Regions from separate parts of the Mus musculus genome. Here region 1 is linked to region 2. The links are chromatin contacts, called in public Micro-C maps. All regions are on one chromosome and are shown on one strand. The core of a region is the stretch at or near the end of the contact, and the rest is flanking DNA. Distances in the headings are between cores, read along the strand shown.

Evidence for each region. Hi-C and Micro-C count contacts between places; a contact is called where the count stands out from the background.
Region 1: a Micro-C map of the HL-1 cell line shows a contact between it and region 2, with 2.6 times the contacts expected there. The contact joins two enhancer-like sites. A contact is called at or near these places in 9 of 39 promoter capture datasets (3T3-L1-derived adipocytes, the C10 cell line, the HPC-7 cell line and 5 more), 4 of 15 datasets of contacts at CTCF or cohesin (CD8 T cells, the G1E-ER4 cell line, embryonic stem cells and 1 more), 97 of 484 Hi-C or Micro-C datasets (8-cell embryo, the AML12 cell line, the AtT-20 cell line and 45 more), 4 of 115 datasets of contacts at active chromatin or transcription factors (CD8 T cells, embryonic stem cells, hepatocytes and 1 more) and 3 of 9 other capture datasets (adipose tissue, liver and pancreatic islet).

Annotation. Positions count from the first base shown.
Region 1 is chr11:70,112,886-70,117,202 of GRCm38.p6, reverse strand. No RefSeq gene overlaps it. Among named protein-coding and RNA genes, the nearest start is that of Mgl2, 15 kb to the left of the region's middle. Within about 2 kb of position 2,377, at least 37 of the 459 cell types and tissues checked have an H3K27ac peak or open chromatin away from gene starts, as enhancers often do. A contact at or near this core is called in the C2C12 cell line, the HL-1 cell line, adipose tissue and 2 more, where this site is marked.
Region 2 is chr11:70,071,710-70,076,183 of GRCm38.p6, reverse strand. No RefSeq gene overlaps it. Among named protein-coding and RNA genes, the nearest start is that of Gm32946, 3.7 kb to the left of the region's middle. Within about 2 kb of position 1,328, at least 39 of the 459 cell types and tissues checked have an H3K27ac peak or open chromatin away from gene starts, as enhancers often do. A contact at or near this core is called in the C2C12 cell line, the HL-1 cell line, adipose tissue and 2 more, where this site is marked.

The sequences.
Region 1 (4,317 bases), core at 1,128-3,627, 40 kb before region 2:
AGCTATGCATGGGCTCTTGGGTTGCCTTCGGTATTAAGGTAATTAAAGCAGTGACTTTAGATAAATCAGAAGGTGTGAGCGGGGAGCTTACATGTGAATGCAAAGCCTTTCTATGTAAAGGACTTTTCTATTTACGGCTTTCAGTGTCCGAGGGGTGATTTAGAAGAAAGTCTTTACAACTCCAAACAGCAATTATTAAAGCATTGAATGCTGCAAAATCCATCTTGATGGCTCATACTCTCATTTTCACCCAGTTCAAAAAAATTGTCTAATTTATATTGTGACAACTTATTTGAATCTTATAGTTATTTTATTTATTTTTTAGAGTTTTTTATGTATGTATATAAATGGTTTTCCTGCATATATGTAATTCTGGTAATTGCAGAGATCAGTGGCTTTGGGTTCCATGAAACTGGAGTTATGGATGGCTGTGAGCCACCATGTAGGTGCTGGGAATCAAACCCAGGTCCTCTGCAAGAGCAGTCATTGCTCTAAACTCCCCCCCCCCCCCAGCCCCTGGGGCTTATATTTTAATTTTAAATTTATTGCTTAATTTTAAAACACATGAACTTTTTACACATCTTTATTGACTCATTTACAGTGGTTGGCCTATACTTCTACTTTAAACACACAACATTTTTTTATTTTAGGTCTTCAAACTCAAGGGCTTCAAGTTCCAGGTGAAATGGAATAAACGCATCCCACTATTTCTCTCCAATCTAGTATGTCCTGGTTTGCTTCCTGTTGCTGTAATAAAACCCTCTGGCCAAAAGCAACCTGGGAGGAAAGGGTTTGCTTAGCTTCTGGTCACAGTCCATCACTGAAGGCGATATAAGCAAGAATCCATGGAAGGGTGCAGTTACTGCTTCATTCAGCCACTGGCTCCTGTTCATCTAGCTCCCTCCCTCCCTCCCTCCCTTCCTTAGATTTATTTATTTTTATTTTATGTGCATGGATGGTTTGCCTGCATGTGTGTATGCCCAACACTTGTGTGAAGTACCCAAGGAGACCAGAAAAGGGTGCGGGATCCCCTGGTGCTGGGCTACTATGTGGGTTCTGGGAATTGAATGTCTAGAAGCACAGCCAACACTCTTTACCACTGAGCCCTCTCCCCAGCCCCTCCTCTACCTTTCTTATTAACAGACCCACCTGCGTAGGGATGGTGCCACCCACAGTAGGCTGAGCCCTCGCACATCAGTCATCAATCAAGACATGGCCACAAGCCAGTCTGACCTGGGAAGTTCCTCAACTGATGTTTTCTCTATCCAAGTGATGCTAGATTGTGTCAGGCTGACAATAAACATTAACCAGCGTAGACTATAACTATAAAGCCTGACTGATGCACACACTTCCATATTGGGAGGAGTCTGAAAACTCAGTGCAAGAGGTTACTGGAGGAGAATACCATAACTGGAAGTACCACTAACTGTCGTGAGCATACCACTGTCTGCCTCTAGGGTATCCCAACTTGAACTTAACACAGCCTAAAACTGTGGTCTGAACAGACAGGGCTCCACGGGGCCCATGATAGCTCTGGCCCAGGGCAGGAGAGTTTCTTACTGGAGGCTGCTCTGATCCCACATCTCACACACCTGTCACTCACACCCATGCCAGTAAACTTGATACGTGTGTCTTTCATATATATTGAGCAACAACAATGGTTAATCTTAATTCCAGGATCTCAGAAGTCCAGCTAAGACTAAAGCCAAACTTAAAAAAAAATTTTTTTTAAATAAAGATACTTTTATCTTTCTGTGTATGACTGTTTTGCCTGCATATGTATCTGTACACCATGCGTGTGCCAGATGCCTGTGGGGAGAAGAGAGCATCCCATCTCTTGGCACTGGAGTCACAGGCAGTTGTGAGCCACTGTGTGGATGCTGGGAACTGAGGCCGGGCCTTCTGCAAGAACAACTTGTGCTCTTAAGTGCTGAGCCATCCCTCCAGCCCGAAAGCTGATTTTCCTATCTCACATCCCAGCAAAGCTTTGTACAAACTTGGTTGGGCTCCACCACGGATGGAGCCGTAGCTCACAGGGTAAGAAAGGACTTTGCTCAGACTCCTCCTATCCTTTCACTCCATGCACAGTGGGGTCTGAGTAGAATTTAATTTTTTTTTATTTTTTACTATTTCCAGTTATGTGTACTCAGAGGTGAGCAGCATGTGAGTACAGGTTCCCTGGGGAGGCCGGAGGCATCGGGGCCACTGGAGCTGGGCGTTTGTGAGCTGTCTGAGATGGAGGCTGGGGAATGAACTCTGGTCCTCATACCCTTCAGCACTGAGCCATCTCTCCAACACCAGGGTTTCATTCACAGCCAGCATCCATGCCTCTTCAACAGAGGACTGATTGTCCTCCTACGTCATCTGAGCACAGAGAGCAGAAGTTAGCTTAGGATTTTATGCTCTTGCCAACCACAGCTGCTAGCCAAAGGCTAATGGGTGTGGTGCCCTCTGCTTAATTGGAAGTGCTCCAGAGCGTGGTCTGTGTTCTCATCATTCTTATCACCATGTGACACTTGGTTCGAAATTGCCTACAAACACTTCCTAATGAATCACTTTCTCCAGAATTCTTACCTTACAGTCGGCTTCCCTTGACCTTTCTTGACCTTCCTCCCTTCCTTCATCCTGCCTCTCCCCACCCGTAACAGCCAGTCCACAGAGCACACCGTAATGAGTCACTCTCAAAGGTCATCATCCCAGAATGTTTCAGAAGGCAAGGGGTCGGTGGTCAGATAACAGTTCCTCTCTCCCTTCCATCTTTTCCTGTTCTCCTCACTGAGCCTCAAGGACAAAGGAGACATGGACCCAAGGACATGAGGCCAGTGTCCGTCCCAGCAAGCATCCAGAACCAGAACTTTAAAAGGCTTTGCAGACGTTTCTCGAAGCACCTGTGGGCTCTTCTGCCGCGTGAAGGTGGTTCACCTTGCTCTGGCCCTGATTGCAGTCCTCTCTGACAATCTACCTAGACGGCAATCATTGGAGATGTGGCTTCCAGCCTCCCAAGTTCTTGTTCTCTGACATCCTTGCCCTGTAAGGCAGCCAAGAGCAGCCTGATCAGCCAGTGCGTGGGGCAGGCAATTGCCCAGGCATTTGCTTTCAGATTTTCCCGACAAGAAACAGAAATGAGTCTCTTTCCTTATGGCTACCACGAAAACCCCAAGGCATAACCACAGCCTTACCTTAAGAGGCAGGGCTGCTGGCAACTGCCTATGATCTCAGCACCAAAGAGGCTGAGGCATGAAACTTAGTGCAAGTTCAAAGCCATCCCAGGCCATAGAGTGAGACCCTGCTTCAAAACAAAACAGAAACAGAAAGACAAAATATTTCTTGTTCCACTGAAGCCTCGGCAGTCTGTGGCACCTCAACAGTATTGTCACCTTGGCTCCCATGAGGCCTTCTGGGGAGAGGCCTGACTTACTCCATGCAGACAGCCGTCTCTGCACAGGTGTCCTTCGGGGCGCCACCATCTAGCTAGGGAAGGTATGAAAAAGCATTTCCCTTTCCCATGGGGGAAAAAGTGGGCGGCTACCCCACAATATGTAAGAACTCTCTAGAAATTATCTCCACCAGGGGGTACTTGCTTTTACCTCTTCCTAGGACAACCACTGTCTTAGTCAGGGTTTCTATTCCTGCACAAAACATCATGACCAAGAAGCAAGTTGGGGAGGAAAAGGTTTATTCAGCTTACACTTCCATACTGCTGTTCATCACTAAAGGATGTCAGGACTGGAACTCAAATAGGTCAGGAAGCAGGAGCTGATGCAGAGGCCATAGAGGGATGTTTCTTACTGGTTTGTTTCCCCTGGCTTGCTCAGTTTGCTTTCTTATAGAACTCATGACCACCAGCCCAGGGATGGCACCACCCACAATGGGCCCTCCCACCTTGATCACGAAATGAGAAAATGCCTTGTAGCTGGATCGTATGGAGGCATTTCCTCAAGGGAGGCTCCTTTCTCTGTGATAACTCCAGTTTGTGTCGAGTTGACATACAAAGCCAGCCAGTACACACACACACACACACACACACACACACACACACACACACACACCTATGCTTCCAGCTTCAGAATACATGGTCACTTTGTGGAGATCTAACCAAATTTCTATGAAAAACAGGAAAAGAATTTAGCCTCCTGCTTTGTGTGACCATGTCACTGTTCTCAGTTCCGTAAGCAAGCCCAGGACCTTACTAGCTATGCTGCATTCTTTTGGGGAAATGACTTCTGTTGGGAGGCTGACCAAACAAGCCATAGGGCTGGAGAAGATATTTGCAGCCTGCAAACCCAACAGGGACTCCGTGTCTACAACAGATAGAGA
Region 2 (4,474 bases), core at 79-2,578:
CGTGATGAAGGATGCTTCACTAATGACAGGCATGTATTGGTTCACCTTACATGGCAATGATGAGCTCTGCTTGCCATGAATCCATAGAGAGAAACACACCAAAAACCTCTGGTGGTGTGCTGGCGGCTTCTTGCCACTTCCCCGGACTCGGGTCGATTGGCAGAGTGATGTCAGCCGGTCCAGACTCACGTGGAGTTTTGTTAAGACAGACTCACATGCTGAGGCAAGACATGTGATGAGGCAAGATCCATGGAGGACACATGATGTTTGGAGAGAGTATAAATAGGACTCGACGGAGAGTGATGGGGGCTTGCACAGCTAGCTTTGCAATGCTTGTAGTATCTTCACAGATCTTCACTTTGTTGAGAGAGACACAGCAAAGAACTCCTGGTGTCCCTGCTGACTCATGCTGAGTCAGCGGAGGCCTGGCTATATCTGCTAGGTCATGCCACAGCTGCTGATTTGTGTTTGCTATTCCAACACTCCTGAACTGACTGACTGTATATCTGTGAAGTGTTTTCGAGTGTATCTAGCTGCCGATGTTGACCTGTGAACTGGACTGTTGATTTTCTAAACAGGTTGACTTCCCCGTATCCTAATAACCTCTCTTTCCCACTGCCTCTGCTGGGCGGTAGCCTAGAAGGGAGGATAAAGTGTTTAAGAACCCATATTAAAAGTAGTCTCTGAAAAATAAAAACAATGGTGGTAGTAATACGTTCTCTTCTCAGCTCTATGACCTTGCTAGTTCCGGGAAGCTAGTTCCAGTACGAGGCATGGTTGCCCTCTGTCGAGTGAATGTCAACTCCACCAACATGCAAATGCCACTTATTGCATTTTTATATATATCTCACCCATGTGCCAACTGTTGTGGGTCACAGGTTTGCAGCTGGGTAGTGTTGTGGATTTGGTCTAACTCTTGTATTGTGTTTATTGGGTGCCCAAAATTACATGGGAATCTGCACATAAGATAGTGAGGGACCCTGCCCCCAATTGGTTTTGATTGGTAAATAAAGTTGCCGGTGGCCACTGGCTGGGCAGGGAGACAGAAGGAGGACTTTAGAATTCCCAGGCAAGGGACCGAGGGAGGAGGGAGAGAGCCATCACTCTGGGAAAGGAGCAAAGACAAGGCCTAAGAGGTGCAGAAGAAAGAGCATAACCATCACGTAAGAGTTGGGGATCGTGGCCCAGGAGCACGGCAGGTCTGGGTCCGGGACAGCCAAGATGGAAAATAGGTCTTAGTAAGTAATAAGTCAGGAATACCAGCGGCGGGGAGACTGTTAGCCACATGGAGATTAGGAAGTGGCCCAGCCTACACTCAGGATAGCAGCGCCACCGTGTGGTACAGCTCCAGTTTCAGGTGCCCTTAAGCAACATTTCGCAATACTATTTATGCCTCTTTCCTAAATACTAAAGTGAAATGTTAGACCGTTAGTTCTTACAGCTTCTTTTTAAAAATCCATAATTAAACTCCTAAGACTAAGTTGACCACTTACACACACACACACACACCCCACCCCCAGCTCCTTTCAATAGTGGTCACTCTTAGAGTGACCAGGGAAAACTGCTTGCGGTGAGGTCAAGGAGGCGTGGCCTCAGAAGATACCAGTTTTCTGGTTCCAATCCAGATATGCTGAACCAGATCCAGAGCCAGGACGACTGTGTTCTAAGTTCACTGGCCAAAGGCCGGCCGTCTTGGGTCTTACCTATCTCTAACAGTTCACATCCTTTCTTGCCGTTGAGTGAGAACTGCAGGGTTGGAGGTAAACAAGAGCACCTACCCAGAGCTCTGCTCCGGGGTGGGGTCTTCCCACGCAGAACAAAATCCCACTCCCCGGGCATCACTGCCACGCACTGAGTGGGTAGTAGAATCTCCTGCAGTAGTTTCTCTCAGCGTCTCACCCCAGGTGTATCTTCTCAGCCAGCTCCTTTAACCAACTGCCTCTGTGGATCCTCAACACTCAAGTCTGCTACAAGCATCTCTTCAACCTAGTAGAAGATGAAGCTTCTGGCATGCATGTTTTTGACGCAGCCTGCAACAGACTTTGCGGTGCTCTGATTGGCCAAAGAGCATATTTGAGAACCACCAGCTGAGACTGCGCTCCTGTCCTTTGTGGGGAGATGGGGTCCATTGCTGCGGATGGAGAGGAAGGATCCCAGCACCAAAATCATTCAGTCTTTTCATCCTGCTCCTTGCCTGCCTGCAAAGCCCAGTAAAGTGTAGTGAAAGTTCGTCTGCAGCCGCAGCCTGGCAGGCACGAAGGGGATTGGGAGTGGGAGTGAGGTGTCTGGGAGGCTACAGGAGCCTGCTGTAAACCCAGTGGTCCCTGGACTGGGAGTCTGGCTAAATGTGATCCATGCTTCCACCGGATTCCAGCATCCCATCCGCCCTAGAGGGTGGAGGTGGGGGTCTATCTCACCCACCAAGCCTGCCTGTAACTCCTGCTAGCAATAGCTTTTGTTCTTAGCTTTTAAAGATAAAACGCGGTGCTGGGTTTCAGGAAATTAAGCTTGTGTGTGTGTGTGTGTGTGTGTGTGTGTGTGTGTGTGTGTGTGTGTGTAGCCAAACTGACATTTAATATCCTCCCTAGATGAAGTCAGCAGGTAACCTGGCAAAAGGTCCTTATTCTGACAAAAGCTGGTCTGAGGCTGTCCTGCCTCATAGGCCCGTGTACAGAGCTGATGACTAAACACACTTCTCTAGACAAGCAACAACTTCAACAAAGAAATCAAAATCCCAGCCAGGTTTTGTAATGCATGCCTTTAATCCCAGCACTAGTGAGCCAGAGGCAGGTAGATGTTGTGAGTTTGAAGCCAGTCAGGACAGAGAAACCCTGTGGGGTTTATTTTGTTTTGCTTTTGTTCATTTGTTTCTTTGTTTGGGCAAGGTATCCCTGTATGGCCCAGGTTGTCTAGAACTCCTCAGTCCTACCTCAGCCACAGCCTCAGCCTCAGCCTCAGCCTCAGCCTCAGCCTCAGCCTCAGCCTCAGCCTCCAGGGCTAGAATGATAGGCATGTGCCATCATGACCAGCCCCATCTTTTGGAGATGTGTTGTCATTAGGACATGTCCAGGACTGGAGAGAAGGCTCAGCAGGTAGGACAGGTAGGAGTGCTTGCTGCTCTTGGAGAGGACCAGGCTCCCAGTAGCCAGGTGGGAGTTCGGGGTAAGAACTTACAACCGCTGTGAGTCCAGTCCTATCGAATCCTCTTCTGGCTTGGGGAAATCTACACTAACTGCGCACATCCACACAGAGACACACATGTATTCACATAAGTTTAAAAAATATTTTTTAAAAAAAAGAGAATTCCTCAAAATTAAGTGGTTCAAGGGAAATACATCATGACTGAAATAGTAACACTAATCTCAGTTCTAAGATGAATGCTTTCAATGACAAACGTTCCTTTCTTATAATTCCAAAATATGGGAAGGTCAGCTGTCAAAATAAGAAGTTCAGCAGGAGGTCCGGCATCTGGTGAGGGTGCTCTTTCTAGTTTGCAAACAGCAACCCTCTTGCAGGTGGCCACATCACATCCAACGGTGGTCAGAAAGAGTGGATGTATGTGTTCTTACAGTTTCTCATAGGCCCCAATCCCATCATGGGGACCAGTCGCTCATGACTTCATCTAAATCTAATCAAAGACACCAACATTGAATCCCACCATTCCATCATAGTGAAGGGAGAGCATCAGCCGGGCAGTGGTGGCACACGCCTTTAATCCCAGTACTTCAGAGGCAGAGAGAGGTGGATTTCTGAGTTTGAGGCCATCCTGCTCTACAGAGTGAGTTCCAGAACAGCCCGGGTTATACGAGAAACCCTGTCTCAAAAAACAAATAAACAACAACAAAAAAAAAAAATAGAAGAAGGGAGAGAGAGCATCAGTGTAGGATTTTCAGGAGCACATTCAGCCTATAGGCTCCTGGGCCTTGCTAAAATCTGGACTGGCTCATGAACAGGCCAGGCAGGATGTGCCTGTTGCCCAAGTAGATACTTAGAAAATGGACTGGAGAACCATAGATGATCAGGGACATGAATTCTACCTCAGGAGCCCAAGGGTAGGTATGGCAGGACACGACTGGCCGAGGGTATTTACGAGGACTATAAGACACTCTAAGCAATCCACATTGATCAAAACACCTAAAAGTCACAATGTATACGTGTATCTTGATTTACATAGCACCCCACAAACCTGCACAACTTTTATGTCAATTTAAAAGATAGAGAAAAAGAAAGAAAGAAAGAAAGAAAGAAAGAAAGAAAGAAAGAAAGAAAGAAAGAAAGAGGGAGAAAGAAAGAGAGAGAAAGAGAGAGAGAAAGAAAGAAAAAAGGGAGGGAGGGAGGGAGGGAGGAAGGAAGGAAGGGAGAGAGAGAGAGAGAAAGGAAGGAAGGAAGGAAGGAAGGAAGGAAGGAAGGAAGGAAGGAAGGGAAAGGAAGAAAGAAAGAAAGAAAGAAAGAAAGAAAGAAAGAAAGAGAGAGA